Linked DNA regions of Sus scrofa: region 2 is linked to region 1. Evidence: chromatin contacts called from public Hi-C data. All regions are on one chromosome and are shown on one strand. Each heading gives the region's core, a stretch centred on a gene start, on an enhancer-like site or on the middle of the called end of the contact. The rest is flanking DNA. Distances are from core to core; before and after follow the strand shown.

What was found. A called contact is a pair of places that touch in the nucleus more often than the background predicts.
Region 2: a contact with region 1 is called in a Hi-C map of liver, with 4 times the contacts expected there. The contact joins the enhancer-like site here to the promoter of SLC26A8 in region 1. A contact is called at or near these places in 3 of 5 promoter capture datasets (fetal liver and liver), 31 of 47 Hi-C or Micro-C datasets (adipocytes, alveolar macrophages, blood and 15 more) and 2 of 2 datasets of contacts at active chromatin or transcription factors (alveolar macrophages and skeletal muscle).

Annotation. Positions count from the first base shown.
Region 1 is chr7:31,788,870-31,796,225 of Sscrofa11.1, forward strand. SLC26A8 (testis anion transporter 1) reads right to left here and starts at 2,751. Exons shown (of 21, transcript XM_003356617.4): 1 at 2,312-2,751; 2 at 1-80. The coding sequence starts at 2,734. It overlaps MAPK14 (mitogen-activated protein kinase 14), which reads left to right and starts at 2,529. Exons shown (of 12, transcript XM_003356615.4): 1 at 2,529-3,292. The coding sequence starts at 3,177.
Region 2 is chr7:31,839,668-31,847,023 of Sscrofa11.1, forward strand. All of the region lies in intron 8 of MAPK14 (mitogen-activated protein kinase 14), which reads left to right. Among named protein-coding and RNA genes, the nearest start is that of MAPK13, 37 kb to the right of the region's middle. Within about 2 kb of position 4,789, at least 20 of the 83 cell types and tissues checked have an H3K27ac peak or open chromatin away from gene starts, as enhancers often do. A contact at or near this core is called in alveolar macrophages, fetal liver, liver and 2 more, where this site is marked.

The DNA of each region.
Region 1 (7,356 bases), core at 1,501-4,000:
TTGACTGAAGGCCTGCTGGAGGCCAGGCCTCGCGGCCCGCACTTCACGTCCAAGTCATCCACTAAAGTCTCCCGACGACCCTGTGGGGACAGAAGACTCGGGGGAAGACGGGAGGCTAGAGGGTCACCGAGGTCTCCAACGCCACCTTTCAGACCCACCAGCCTGGCTCCTCCTATTGAAGGCCACTCAAAGCCCAGGTTTCCTGCTCTGCCCCACATCCCCGGACCTTCAATCTCCTTCTGAAGCTCAGTCCCTGTCACTGTCTCTCACTCTGTCTTGTAGTCCTGCTTGGCCCAGGTGCAAGTTTACCGTATTAATTGGATTACAGTATTAATGGATTAATGTCTAATATATTTATTATTTGCCTTACTTCTCGTTTTTGTAATTTGTCTCATCCCCATAACGGCAAGGATTTTTCTCTCTTTCATTGACTGTTGTATTATTAGTGCACAAAGCAATGAGGTAGATAAAGTGCTCAATAAATTTGTGTTGAATAATTGACTGGTTGCCCTGCTGTTAACTGTAAGCTCCATGTAGGCAACTGTCTGCTTTTTAAGTACCTTTCCAGGAGTTCCAGCTGTGGCTCAGCAGAAACAAATCTAGTATCCATGAGGATGTGGGTTCCAACCCTGGCCTCACTCAGTGGGTTGGGGATCTGGCGGTGCCATGAGCTGTTGTGTAGGATGACAGCTGTAGCTCGATTCCACCCCCTAGCCTGGGAACATTCATATGCCATGGGTGCGGCCCTAAAAAAAAAAAAAAAAAAAAAAAAAGGCTTCAATAAATAAATACCTTTCCAACGGAAGTGCCTGGTACCCAGTAGGCACTCAAAATGTATTTGCTGAATGACTGAATTTCTTAACTTTACTCTCTTGGTCACTCTCATCATTCCAATTTGTTGAATAAATATACGAGTTTCTCAGATTTCCCGCTGTGGCACAACAGGATGGGTGGTGTCTCTGGAGAACCAGGACGCAGGTTCCATCCCCAGTGGCACAGTGGGTTAAAGGATCTCGTTTTGCTGCAGCTGCGGTGTAAGTCACAACTGCAGCTGGATCTGGTCAGGGAACTCCATATGTTCCAGGGCAGCCAAAAAGAAAAAAAAAAAAAAAAGTTTGAGACCTGATTAAAACAAAAATAAGGTAGATGGAAGTTGTCAGGAGGGTATATATGAAAGTTCTTGTAAATGCTTGACTCTAGAAATACAACAATAAAAATGTCAAACAGAGACAGTATAATATATAAACATGAGTTTCTTAAAAGGCCAACTTCCCCCACGTTTCCTCCCTTGTACCCATGCACGCATCACCTTGGTTCCCCACTCCCACCCTTCATTTCTTTACAGTTGCATTTTTGCTCTCATTTCCTCCTTCAACTCGCATTACTTCTTAGAAAGCTTGGAACATTTTTAAGCAACATGTCTTCACAGGCAAGAGAACCTGAGCCAAACCATGTTGAATCCAAAGAAAGCTTTCTACAAATCACTCATGACCCTGGTTTTGGGCTTAGTTTTATTTTTCCTTGAGGAGAACTGAGGATCCTGCTCTGCTTCTTAAATTGAGACCATGTCATTATTCATAATTTATTCAACAAATATTTATGGGGGAACTTTTACGTTCTAGGCACTGTGCTAAATGTTGGGGCAAGACAGACAAAGTCTGAGCACTCCAAGGATGCATATAACACAAAAGAGAATAATCATGGTTAGTGGCTTGAACCCAGTTATTTCTAAAAAGAAATGACTAAGAATAGATAGGGTCCAATTCTCCTGCTTATTGTAACAAGGTTTAGCATAGGAATAGGCCAACAGTAGGGGAAGTTATGGGATTATAATCCTCTGCCCATTCACATTTATTATTGTGTTTAGCTTTAAGTAGGGAATGTAGGGCAGGAATTCTCTTTTGCATAAACTGGAACCAAAGTCTAGGAAAGGTCAATTGACTTGCCTAACCGGACACTGCCAGAAGACCACTCTGCACTGTTCTTACTCTGAGAGGCACGATTTAAATGTTTACAATCCTCTTCCCTGGAAAACTCTTCAAGGTAAGAGTCAGTTTCAAACCTTCAGAGTAATGGTGTTAAAAATTCTTTTCAAACGGAGATACCAGGGACTTATCTGAATTACTTGGGGCATATTGTAAAAAGGCACATTCCTGGTGCCCATCGCGGACCTATCCAATTAAACTCGTTGTGGATCCATAGACTCTTCATTTTTAAACTCCCAAGGTGATTCCTCCGCACATAGAAAGTTGAGAACTACTAGTAGAGTTTGGGTGGAAAACCTCAAACTTAATGCAGGGCTAATATTTACCTTTGGGGCAGATTTCGTCAGAATTCCGAAGAGTAAGCCATATGTCCTTGAGCAGATGAGACTGCAACGGCTTTCTGGCCAGAACCTCTTTTTTATGCAATATTTCTTGGAAATTGGAGGTTCCGCTAAGCGGGTGCTCGGCTGCTGTGGTAGTTCAAAGATCCTTTGGCTCTTTCCCGACACCCTATTAGTCACTGTCGCTTTCCACCGGGGAACTAGGCATTTGCCCCGCCGACCACGGTGGGGCGCACGCGGCAAATGTTCGCCGCTTGACCACCTCTTGCCTGGGTCCGCCTTCGCGCCCTCAAGAAGAGCAGTTCCCGGGAGTTCCTGCCTCTGGTGACCAGCTGTTGCTCTCTTCTCGCGAGAATTGCTCCTCCCGTCCTCTCCCCTCAGCAACCCCCGCCCACAGGCAGGTTCCATATTGGGTAAAATCTCGGCTCGCGGAGAGTCCCGGGAGCTGTTCTCGCGAGAGTAAGGCAGGAGGCTTCTGTTCGCTGGCTCTGGAACGGCGACCACTGGAACCTCTGCGGGCGCTGCAGCTGGAGCGGTAGTCCCGCGGCGCAAACCGGAGTCGGCCTGGACTGAAGCGGGTGCAGGGAGAGTGTGGTGGGCGCAGCTTTGAGCCCTGGAGCGCGCCCCTGCCCATAGCAGGGCTCGCCCCAGTCGCCGAGGCGCGTCCAGCTGCTGCGGCTGACAGGGGCCGCGCGCGCGGGAGTTGTCAGGGTCGCGGCAGCCGCACCTGCGCGGGTGGCCAGCTCTAGGTCCCCGCAGGGTCCGGCGGACGCCGAGGTCCGAGGAGCGGGTGCGGGCGCAGGCGGGGCCCCGCAGGGCCACCTCCTCGCCCCGCGGCCGCCGCTGGAAGATGTCTCAGGAGAGGCCCACGTTCTACCGGCAGGAGCTGAACAAGACAATCTGGGAGGTACCCGAGCGTTACCAGAACCTGTCCCCGGTGGGCTCCGGCGCCTATGGCTCCGTGTGGTAAGTGTCACTGGGCCTGGGGCCTTGGTGGGCTGGGTAGCCCTTCATGCCCCAGAGCCAGGCCTGCCCCCACGGCTCAGCAATGCACCAAGCGGCAGGAATTTTCCCTGGGGGGAAGCCATCCCTGCCCCTTTGATCCCTGTCCTGGACTCCCTGTACCCTTGGGACCCCTCACTCAGCACACCCGCGTAGGTAGTCAGCTGTGTGTAGGACGAGGTCCGCAGTGAGTACCCGGTGGTGTTGGGAGCCCGGCGCTGGCTCGCACCCTGCGCGTTCCCTTGTCGGGGGTGGGGTGGGGTGGTTGCTGCTCTGGGGGCAGGAACAGGGGGGCCCTCTTTGGCGGTCTCCCTGCTGTCATCGAACAGAGGGGCTCTCCCGAGGGGCGCCCACTGTGGGCGCCGTAGCTTGCCCTTGGATCAGACAAGCCCGGGAGCTGCCGGGAGGAACAGAAGGGCAAAGCTCGCCAGGGAGACTGCGGTCATCTGAACAAAACTGAGGACGAAGGACGTACCGTCCCGGCTTTTTTTGCAAACCTTTGTCGAAATCCCATTTGGAGAAGCGTTCTTTTTGAATTCGCACTTGAATTAGCAGCTATCCACAGAGCTTAAAATACCGACTTTATCGCGGTGAGCACGGTGCCAACTTGAGTGGTGTGTTTCCGATTCAGTTGAAAGCGTATTTCCTTTTCGCAGAGTTGGGGGTGGGTGGTAGTGCCTGCAAACACCCTGCAGCTTGAGAAGCTGGCGGCTTCACTGATTAGTCACATACCACTGCTCATTTAAGTATTGTTGGACAAAACAATTTTCGCCTTTGGAGCAAGTGAGATTCAGATCCGTTGGACGCCCTTAAGATCAAAAAGTTACTAACAATATTGGGAGGTATTTTAAATATTTTTAAATTGTGATAATTCTTGTGAAATACTGGGCTTTTTAAGTCCCTTAGAGAGTTTGCAGGGAACTTATCTACACTTACAGCCTGAGGTACACCACGGTTTTCATAAGGATATGGAATGTATCGCAAAAGAAGGAAGAGACACTTTTCAGCCTTAATTCATGCTGTGAATGTGTTTTAAACTAAATGGTACCATAACATTTCCGGACCTGAACTATTTCGCTAACTTTTCTAACTTCCCAGGTCTTATACACTATATTTTAGATTTACTGCAATGTAAGAACTCCTGACCATAAGCTAATTCATGTGATTCCTGTGCATGTATCATTTGAAAAGAGGTCTACAAGATTATTTTTATTATTTTTTGTTTTGGCACAAATTCCAGGCTTTTAGACTCGTTAATCTTTAAATATAATTCCTGTGTTTCTTAAAGTCCCAGCATGAATTTCCTGTTTGGTAGAATCTTCTGGGTAATTGAGATTGTGCAATTGTGTCCAGCAACAGATCATATTGCGTTTTCTAGTTCAGGCTGCTTGAGTTATGTTGCTGATGGCACTATGCCTGACATCTTTTTTCCATTTTTATAGTAGGGCAGTTTATATTTTAAGGGAATTTGCAGCATTTAACCATATGCATATATGTGTGCTGTTTATTTGCTAATTTTCGAAGACGATTTTGGATCGTTGCTCCTTTAGTAGCTCATTAGTTTACCTCCATTTTTCATTCTTGACTTGGCACATTAATTTTTGTAGTACTGTGTTTTTCTGTCAAATAATGTTTAAACTTTAATGATGTGATACAGCAGAATAGCTCAGTTATGAAGAGTTTAAGAACTGCTTGCAAGGTTTCTCTGCCTTTGGTGTGACTAGCTATGTCTTGACACTGGAGATTCAGATTTACAGCAAAGTGCCGTTAAAATGAAGTTCACATTTTTTCAGTGCTATACTTTTCTGGTTTATAGAAGCCATCAATAAGTAAGTGACACTTGGAAGTAATTTTGTTAAACAGGTTTTTTGTTTGTTTGTTTGTTTTTGCTTTTTAGGGCCCCACCCACGGCATATGGAAGTTCCCAGGCTAACAGGTTAGGGGTCGAATCTGAGATACAGCTGCAGGCCTATACCACAGCTATGGCAACATGGGATCCAAGCTGAGTCTGCCACCTACACCGCAGCTCACGGCAATGCCAGATCCTTAACCCACTGAGCAAGGCCAGGGATCCAACTTGCATCCTCATGGCTCCTAGTCAGGGTTTTAACTCCTGAGCCATGAAGGGAACTCCCAGTTTTTTAGAAGTAGGTGATACATTCACATAGTATAAAATTCAAAAGTTATAAAAGGATAGTGGAAAGTATCCTTTACTTTCTTGTTCTACCATCATGCTATTCCTTTCCTCAGAGACAATTACTCTTAAGTTCCTTGTGTGTCTTTCCATGGAGGCCGAGTTTGTTTTTAGCAATAGTTCTGCTAAGGGTATTTAAGGTATAACATGTAGCATATTGGTGGAAGAAAAGAAACAACCAATATTATGTGACAATTGACCATAAACAAATGTAACTCACTTTTTTTTTTTTTTTTTTTTTTTTGGTCTTTTTGCCATTTCTAGGGCTGCTCCTGCGGCATATGGAGGTTCCCAGGCTAGGGGTCTAATCGGAGCTGTAGCCACAAACCTACACCACAGCCACAGCAACACAGGATCCAAGCTGCATCTGCAACCTATACCACAGCTCACGGCAACGCTGGATCCTTAACCCACTGAGCAAGGCCAGGGATCGAACCCGCAACCTCATGGTTCCTAGTCGAATTCGCTAACCACTGTGCCACAACAGGAACTCCAAATGTAACTCACTTTGGATTAAAAATGTCAAAGTTTATATTTACAAGTGTTGTCTCATATTAGTTATCTGAAATAGTTCTTTCAATTAGCAACTTTCAGGTATGGCAGAAAAATTTTTTTAGCTTCTCTTGAAATCCACTTTGTCATCTGTGTTATTTTTCACTATCTTCATTTTTTTGAGAGCAGATTTGATTTTAGAAAATAACAAAATCAAATTGAATCCAAATAATTTAGAGAATTTGACTCAGATCTGGTGAAAAAGATTAGGCAGTCAGGTTGGTGATACTGTTCAAGATCAAATAGGAGTTGTAACCATAAAGTAATAACACAGAATTTCTTGTGTGACTTGTAGAACTGGATCTGAAGTCTGTTCCCAAAAGGAATCTCTGAGAGTATTTCAAGGAATGTAACATCACTGAAATAATTAATGTGTCATTTTCCTAATTTGATTGCTGTGTCATACATTCTGATGTGTAACCTAAAAAATTTTTTAAAATATTAAATCAAATTTCAGTGTTTTAATTTGTACTAAGTATATAGTTAAAAAGCAAATATGCAGTAAGTAGCCTGTATAACCAACTGTGAATCAAAGATTAAGAAATCAGACTTGAGGAGTTCCCATTGTGGCTAGTATCCATGAAGCCTCCATTCGATCCCTGGAGCTCAGTGCATTAAGGATCTGACATTGCCTTGAGCTGTGGTGTAGGCCAGCAGCTACAGCTCCCATTCGACCCATAGCTTGGGAACTTCCGTATACCGTAGGTGCAGCCCTAAAAAGACCAAAGGGGGAAAAAAATCAGACTTGAAATTTGGGAATTGATAGGGTTTTACAAATATGCCTTTCATTTTTAAGGGTAAAGGGAACTAAAGTAAGTCTTGCAATTTAAGGAACTTTGTGTGTTGTCTGTGAGGGGAAATGAAGCAAAATTGTTTAAGAACACGTTGTTGCAAAGCATTGATTTTGTGGTTTTGGGACAGAAGGGGGGAGGAATCTTTGTGGTGAGTTTAAGGAAACAGAAACAGGAACTTAAATGCCTTTCCTCTGGGGTATGGGTTTTCCAGACCCTTGCCTTTGATTACAGGAGGTAGGACCCTGATAACCATAAAATAGGTAACAGTTGAGAATTATTATTAAATCATATTCAATCATTTATAAATAATATTTATTGAATACGAACTATTTCTTGAGATTGGGTATTAAACAAGGCAGAATAAGACACTCATTTCCCTGGGTTTATAGCCTGATGCAAATAATAACTGGATTTTATGCATTGCCTCCTATGTTCCAGGCATTGTGCTGTGCAGTTTATATTTTTCATCAGTATATAAAGTATATAAC
Region 2 (7,356 bases), core at 3,539-6,038, 53 kb after region 1:
AGATGCTTTTCTTTTTTTTTTTTTTCTCTTATCTGATTGCTCTGGCTAGAACTTCCAGTACAGCGTTGAAAAGCAGTGGTGAAAGCAGGCAGTTTTGTCTTTCACCATTGAGTATAATTTTAGCTCTGCTTTTTTGTAAATATTCTTTATCATGTCAAGGAGTTCTCTTCTGTTCATAGTTTTATAAGTGTGTTTATCTGAATTTTAAATTTTATTAGATTGCATTTAAATTTAATCATATGTGGGAGTTTCCATCATGGCTCAGCGGAAATAGATCTGACTGGTATCCATGAGGACACAGATTCGATCCCTGGCCTTGCTCAGTGGGTGAAGGATCCAGTGTTGCTGTGTCTGTGGTGTAGGTTGGCAGCTGCAGCTCCAATTTGACCCCTAGCCTGGAAACCTCCATATGCCACGGGTGCAGCCCCCCCAAAAAAAAGACAAAAAAAAAAAATTAAAAATAAATTTAGTCACATGTGATTACTGGTATTGGACTGTGCAGGTTTAGATCTCTTTGAGGCATCCTCCTATTCTGTGTCTCATTTTTTTGTGTGATTTAATCTTCTTGAGAGAATCTTTTGTTCCTAGTTGTTAATCCCTAGAGTTCCCCTAAAGATAGAAGATACACTAATTTTTATGTTAAAGCTAATTATATCTTTAGGTTAGAAATTATTCTTGTTTGCGACTTTGCAGAAACTCTTCTACCTAGCTCAAAAATGGATTTTTGTTTTGTTTTGTTTTTAAGAATGGACCCCTTCCTCCTAAGTCTACTTGATTGGGTATAAATATCAGGTGGACCCATCTGAGGCAACTTTATATTAGAGGCAAGTGAGTATACACACTGTCTTTTCAGGTCTGTGTAGGGCTAAGTTACTTCAAAAACCATTGGTTCTGAAAAGAGTGAGTCAGTCAGAAAACATTATTACTATTGCTAAACAGTCTGCAACCTAAGGAAGAGAGAAAATGAGTTTTGTAGCCCTGTTACATGTTAAACACTCTTTTCTCTTCCAGAGGTCACAGCCTTGGCTTACTGTTGTTTTCCCTTTCTAGGTAATCAAATGAACTCCCTTCACCTGTAAAACTTTTTCCCTGTTTTCATTTTAATAGAAATGTTACTCTTAAGCCATTAACTGGCTCTTGTCATCAGCTTGCTGCCCTACTCCATCTGAATTTTCTTAGTATATTATATTTGCTCCTTAATTCTAATTTATTTATTTTTTCTTTTGATTACTTTAAACATTTTATGAACTACTGCAGACATACAAAAGGATAAGGAATAGTAAATGAACACCTGTGTTCATATGACCCAGATTATGAGATAAAAGGTTGCCAGTAGAGTTAAAACTTCTGGTATACCCCTTGCTGTCACATCTACCTCTCGCTTCCAAACATTGGTTTCAGATATTCTAGCTTTCTTTTTTTTTTTTTTTCTTGGCTGTGCCCATGGCATGTGGAAATTCCCCAGGTCAAGATTTGAACCCACCCCACATCTGTAACCCAAGCCACAGCAGTGACAACATCAGATCCTTTAACCTGCTGAGCCACTAGGGAACTCCTCTCATTTTAAAAGAAGTTGTACTTCAGACACTAAAAGCAAGGGTCCTAATAAATGTTGAAGAAGAAAAGTATTTTATTAGGTTATTTGCCTTTTCTTCTGTAACTTAAGACTTTATTTCCCCAGAAAAGACTAGAATTCTCAGGTTTGTCCACCAACCTTAAATACCTTAAGAAATTGTCTTTGTGTGACAGTGTAAATGATTGTTCTGATGCCCACACAGAGAAGGAAGCAGGCTAAGTCCCACTCTAGTCCATCCTGCCTGTGGTTAGGAGGAGTTCCTACCCTCCACTGGTCAGCGTTCCAGCTTTGCCCCATTTGAATTTTTTTTAGTCACAGGTAGGTTCTACAAATAGTCCTTTTATTCATTTTCAACTCTCCAGCCTGCAGAGGTTTCTGAGGAGTTGCCTAGAACACTTAGAAGTGAAAAGAATATCCCTCTTTTACTTTCCCTCTAAATACCCTGTTACCTTTATTTTTTTCCCCACACCTATTCATTCTCGATGACTTTTACTTTTGTTACAAAGGACCTAGTTTAAAGAGTAATCTTTTTTTTGGGGGGGGGGGCACACCTGTAGCACATGGAGGTTCCCAAGCTAGGGGTCCATTCGGAGCTCTAGTTGCTGGCCTACACCACAGCCAGAGCAACTCTGGATCTGAGCCGTGTCTGCAACCTACACCACAGCTCATGGCAATGCCAGATCCTTTTTTCTTTTTTTTTTTTTTGTCTTTTTGTCTTTCCTGTGGCTGTACCTGTGGCACATGGAGATTTCCAGGCTAGGGGTCTAATTGGAGCTGTAGCCACCGGCCTGTGGCAGAGCCACAGCACCGTGGAATCCGAACCGTGTTTGTGACCTACACCATAGCTAAAAGCAACACCTCCTCCTTAACCCACTGAGCAAGGCCAGGTATCGAACCCGCAACCTCATTGTTCCTAGTCGGATTTGTTAACCACTGAGCCACAATGGGAACTCCTAAAGTGTAATCTTAGACCTAAGTTGTTGATTTAGGAAGACTTATGATTTAAATTTAGCCATTGTGATCATTACTATTAAAGCACATTTTTCACTAACAGTAAGAATATCTGCTATCTGGGGGAAGAGTGTCAAACCTGTTAATCAGTAAGGATGGCTTGCCATGGAAATAACTAATTGTCATAATATGGTAAATTTTGCTTTGCTCTGCTTATATAGCTACTTGAAGCTCCTTGGTCTTAATTGCCTGGACAAATTGTAGTGATCATACAGGAGCTGGTATTATTGGAAGACTGACTTGTATTTCAGTGGTTTTGCCAGCTCTTGGAGCACCTATGGTGGCTTCTTCTGAGGTTTGCGTGCTTTGACTTCCTTTGTGCAAGTGCTTTTAGCTCCTAAGTAGATTTTAACTTTGCATTGTGTGTTTACTAATCTCCTAAGTATTGGCAGTCATGCTGTACCAGCCCTCCTTTCCATCACCCTTAGACTCTCACGCACTCTGTTTGTGTACTCTTTATGGTGTAAATACTTCAGGAGGAGTGTTTGCATATGAACTGAAGCAACTTTTCTTGACTTCTTTTTTGTACATAGACTGTCCGTTAGAGTATGGTCATTCTTGATTCTTGAGGGCAAGGCAGAGGGGTGAAGCTGAGTTGAAAAGCACATTACAGGAAATCTTTTCAAGTTAGTATTTATTGAGCTATTCAGCAGAAAGTGCTGGAGATAAGATGGCAGACGGCACTGTCCTCCAAGCCAGAATGATCATAGTCAGCGGGAAGTGAATGACAGGAGTCACTTGAACAAGTGTCTGCTCTCTAATCAAGACAGAGTGATAAAAATGCTTTAATAGAAGTATGAATAAGTTATTGAGAAAAAGCAGAGATTAACTCAAACTCAGGATAGCCAGAAAGACTTTATGGCAGAGCTCTTGGACTCTTGGACTTTTGAAGAGTAAATAGGGAGAGAAAAGGTAGGGTAGGAGGCGAGAATGTTTATGACGTGGATAAATAAGAAGTTAGAAGCTTTAACGTGCCTGGAATATGTGGTATGAGTTGAAACATTGAGTGCATTAGGAATAATATTTGAGAGAGAGTCAGAAAAGAGGCTGGATGCCAAATTAGGGAAGGCCATGAATGTGAGGCTTAGGAACTAGGGTGTTATTTTTCAGGCCTGAGATTGTTTTGTACTGGCTGAGGTGAGAGAAACACATGGGGTCCCTCAAGTCATTGCTGCAGTGTCCCCTGTGACCACTGGGAGTGGCATATGTCTCAAGTATGTTGAGAAACACAGCCCAGAGTCTTCTGTCTTCCTCAGAGGGAGTGTGAAACCTGACTCATTTTCAGCAGTCAGAAGTCTAAAACAAGAGTGTCAGTCTCCACAGCGTTATTTCTAGAGATTAATTTTGATGCGTATATTGTAAAACTACCTATTTGAGAATTTAAGTAGTCCATTTTTTTTTCACGTTATGTGATATACTTTATTTTGTGGGATAGCTACCAAGTTAAATTTGTTCCTTAAGAATGTGAGGGAACTAAATTTTCATAAACTGAATCATTTTAAATAAACAAAGATGATCCTGTACTAAGATTATTGTAGTACAGTTAATTTGATGGTATCTGTCCCTGTTCCCTGCTCAGTCTCTGTTAATGTACGCTTTAAGATTGTTTTCTGGGAGTTCTCATTGTGGCACAGTGGAAACAAATCTGACTAGGAACTGTGAGGTTGTGGGTTTGATCCCTGGCCTCGCTCAGTGAGTTAAGGATCCGATGTTGCCATGAGCTGTGGTATAGGTTGCAGATGCGGCTCGGATTGCTGTTGCCTGCATTGCTGTGGCTCTGGCGTAGGCTGGTGGCTGCAGCTCTGATTCATCGCCTAGCCAGGGAACCTCCTCCGTATGCCGGGGGTACGGCCCTAAAAAGCCAAAAAGAAAAAAAAGGAAAAAAAAGATTGTTTTCTTGACAACACCTTGAAGAAATATTGAAATTTTAACATTAAGAACACATTGATTTTTGCCGTTCGCAGATAACAAAGTTCTCTACCATTCTTAATTCAGAAATAACTTCTGTGAGTGGACTTGCTTTTAATTATCCTTGTTTCCTATAGAATGTAAGTTGTTTGGGTCTCAGATGGGGTTCTACAAACCTTTCTTGAAGGACCAGATGGTAAATATTTTATGCTTCAGGAACGATACAGTTTCTGTTGTAACCAGTCTGTTCTGCTGTGTATGGTGAAAGAAGCCATAGACAGTATGTGAACCCGTGGCTCAGCTGTATTCCAACACAGCTTTATTTTCAAAGCAGGCAACAGGTTAGGCTTTGCTAACTCCTGTCTAGAATTTTCTTGCATTTAGGCCAGTTTCATATCTGGGCGGGGGGGGGGGGGGGAGGCAGAGAACAGGGCAAGATATTGTTGCATAACTAATTCCTGTAACTCAGGCATCTGTGGCTCGCAGAGGTCATTGGTTTTAAGTCACACTATACTGTTTTAGTATGCATAGTCATAAACAGGAATATTTTCTTCCATTCTCTCTCCTCTCCATCCTGCTGTACCTTCTCATCTATTTTGAGGACCCACCATGCAGCAGGTGAACAGGTAGGGCAGCCCCTCTCCTCACAGAGCTGCAGATCCTAGAGGTGACAGACACAGGAAGCAAACACAGTAATAGATTGTGCTGAGCACAGTGCTGTTCTCAAGGTTGTGCTGGGGGGCAACAGGGAAGGGGGTGGGCAGAGCTTCTTTGTATAGAGTGTTGGGGGAAGCCTCTCTGAGGAGAGGAAGTTTAAGCCGAGGCCTGAAGTTAAGAATGCGCTAATCATGCAGAAAAGCCTGACGGAAGAGGACAGTCATCCTTCCCTCTTTTCCCCTCATGCCAGTATAGACTGTGCATAAACTGCTCACATTTTCATAGGGAATATTATTTTTTTTCATTAGAGTTGATTTATGTGTTGTGGTAGTTTCATAGGGAATATTGAAAGCTATTTTTATAAGATTTTTTTTTCTCTCCTTTTAGCTTTTTAGGCAAGGCTAAAAGCAATAAGAACACATGGAAGGGTTTTATCTTCTGGTTAATACGTGCACACACGTAGTGAGTATACATAGAAGAGTTGGCTGCCACAATAAAGGTTTGGGCATTGTGGCCTCTCATTTAGAGCTTTTGTGGGGTGTGAGGTTTATTGATGCATTGAGAAGGTTGAAGCCTCTGCGTACTGCATTAATGTGGAGCCCTCTGCTGGCCACTTGTCACTCAGTTCTCTGCCTCCACAGCCAGTGTGCGCAGAGAGGTTTTCTGGAGGACGTGCTCCAGTGGTCAGGCCCCTGTCATATTACAAGCTCCATAGGTCAAGCCTTAGGGGAACATTCCCGGGTAGGCTCGTGCATCCCTCGCTCCTCTGCTCTCTCCTTCTCCTCTGTGGCTTTGCTGACCACCACTCTATGCTTGACTGGCCATTGATGCTTTGGTGGAAGGTAAGGAGACAGGTGTGGTCTGAGCATGTGGACTAAGTGCAGCTTTTGTGTTTTCACTTGCTACCTTTGGCAGCTAAGTACCCAGCTAAAGTCGCCTCACTTTCCTGATAGGGGATGTTGACAGATGCACAAAAGGAATATAAGTTGGATACGGGTGTGGTAGTGTTTTGAGTCTTTGTACAGGAGGAGCATGTTCTACTTGAAGTGTCCGTCCTGCAGAAGCCTTGACCTAAATGAATTCACCGTTGTGGCTTGGTTTGGGGTTTAAATTTTTGTTATTGGGGTATTTTGTTTGTTTTATTTGTTGTTTGTTTGTTTGTTTTCATTTTTATTTTGTCCCAACATTTTCCTTTATAGTCCACCATTAGATATTGATCAGTTGAAGCTCATTTTAAGACTCGTTGGAACCCCAGGGGCTGAGCTTTTGAAGAAAATCTCCTCAGAGTCTGTGAGTTGATGCTTTGATTGTGATTATCTGCCCTGTGGGGAGCCTCTGCCACTTGCCTTCCATCAGTCTGTACTTTGACCCGGGTGTGTTTGTAAGCACATGTGCCCTTTGTGTGCTGATTTCTGCGGTGTGTGTGTGTGTGTGTGTGTGTGTGTGTGTGTGTGTGTACATACATGTACCTGGCTGTGCACATGCATGAGTGTGTTTCATTTTCTCTCTATCTGGGTATATAATTCTAGATCATGGGAGCTTGTATTGGGCGGTTGTATCCCACCTAGTAAATGAGATTTGAGATTCTAATTCATTCCAAGAGATTAATGAAAAATGTGTTATTTCTATTCTCCAGTCATGACTTTCTCTTCCTCAAAGTTTTACATATACTCAAGGGCTCTTTTCATCTTTTGGTTAGTGTTTATTCTTAGAGCATGAGCTTTGCCATGTATTAGTCTAGTTTTATCACCAAAAGAATGAAATGTGCATCGTCTGCACTGACTTGCCCTTTTACGGAAGTTACTTGCTTTCTGTTGTTTTAGAATAGAGAGCTCACACCTCCTGTGTAAGGAGGTCTATTCCCAACAGGGGTCCCTCTCTCCCCTGTCTCCAGACTGTCAGAGGTAACAGCCCTGCTCCTAAAACCTCAGATTCACAGGAATAGGTTGTAAATCTTTCCTCCCACCACCTGCCTTTGTAATTGCAAGTTTGACTAACCTGAGAAAAAGCTTTGGCACTAATGCTTTCCTTCTAAGCAAGGAGAAGCCATGGGAATGTGACTCTGGCTTACTTTGGTTCTGACTTCCTACTGGTGGTCATTTTCTTGGGCCATAGACATGAGAGAAATCATGTAAGCTCAGTCTCTCTCCCTTTTCCCTTCTGTCTGCTGCCAGGCAGCTGGATAAAAGGAGAAAAGAGCCTTG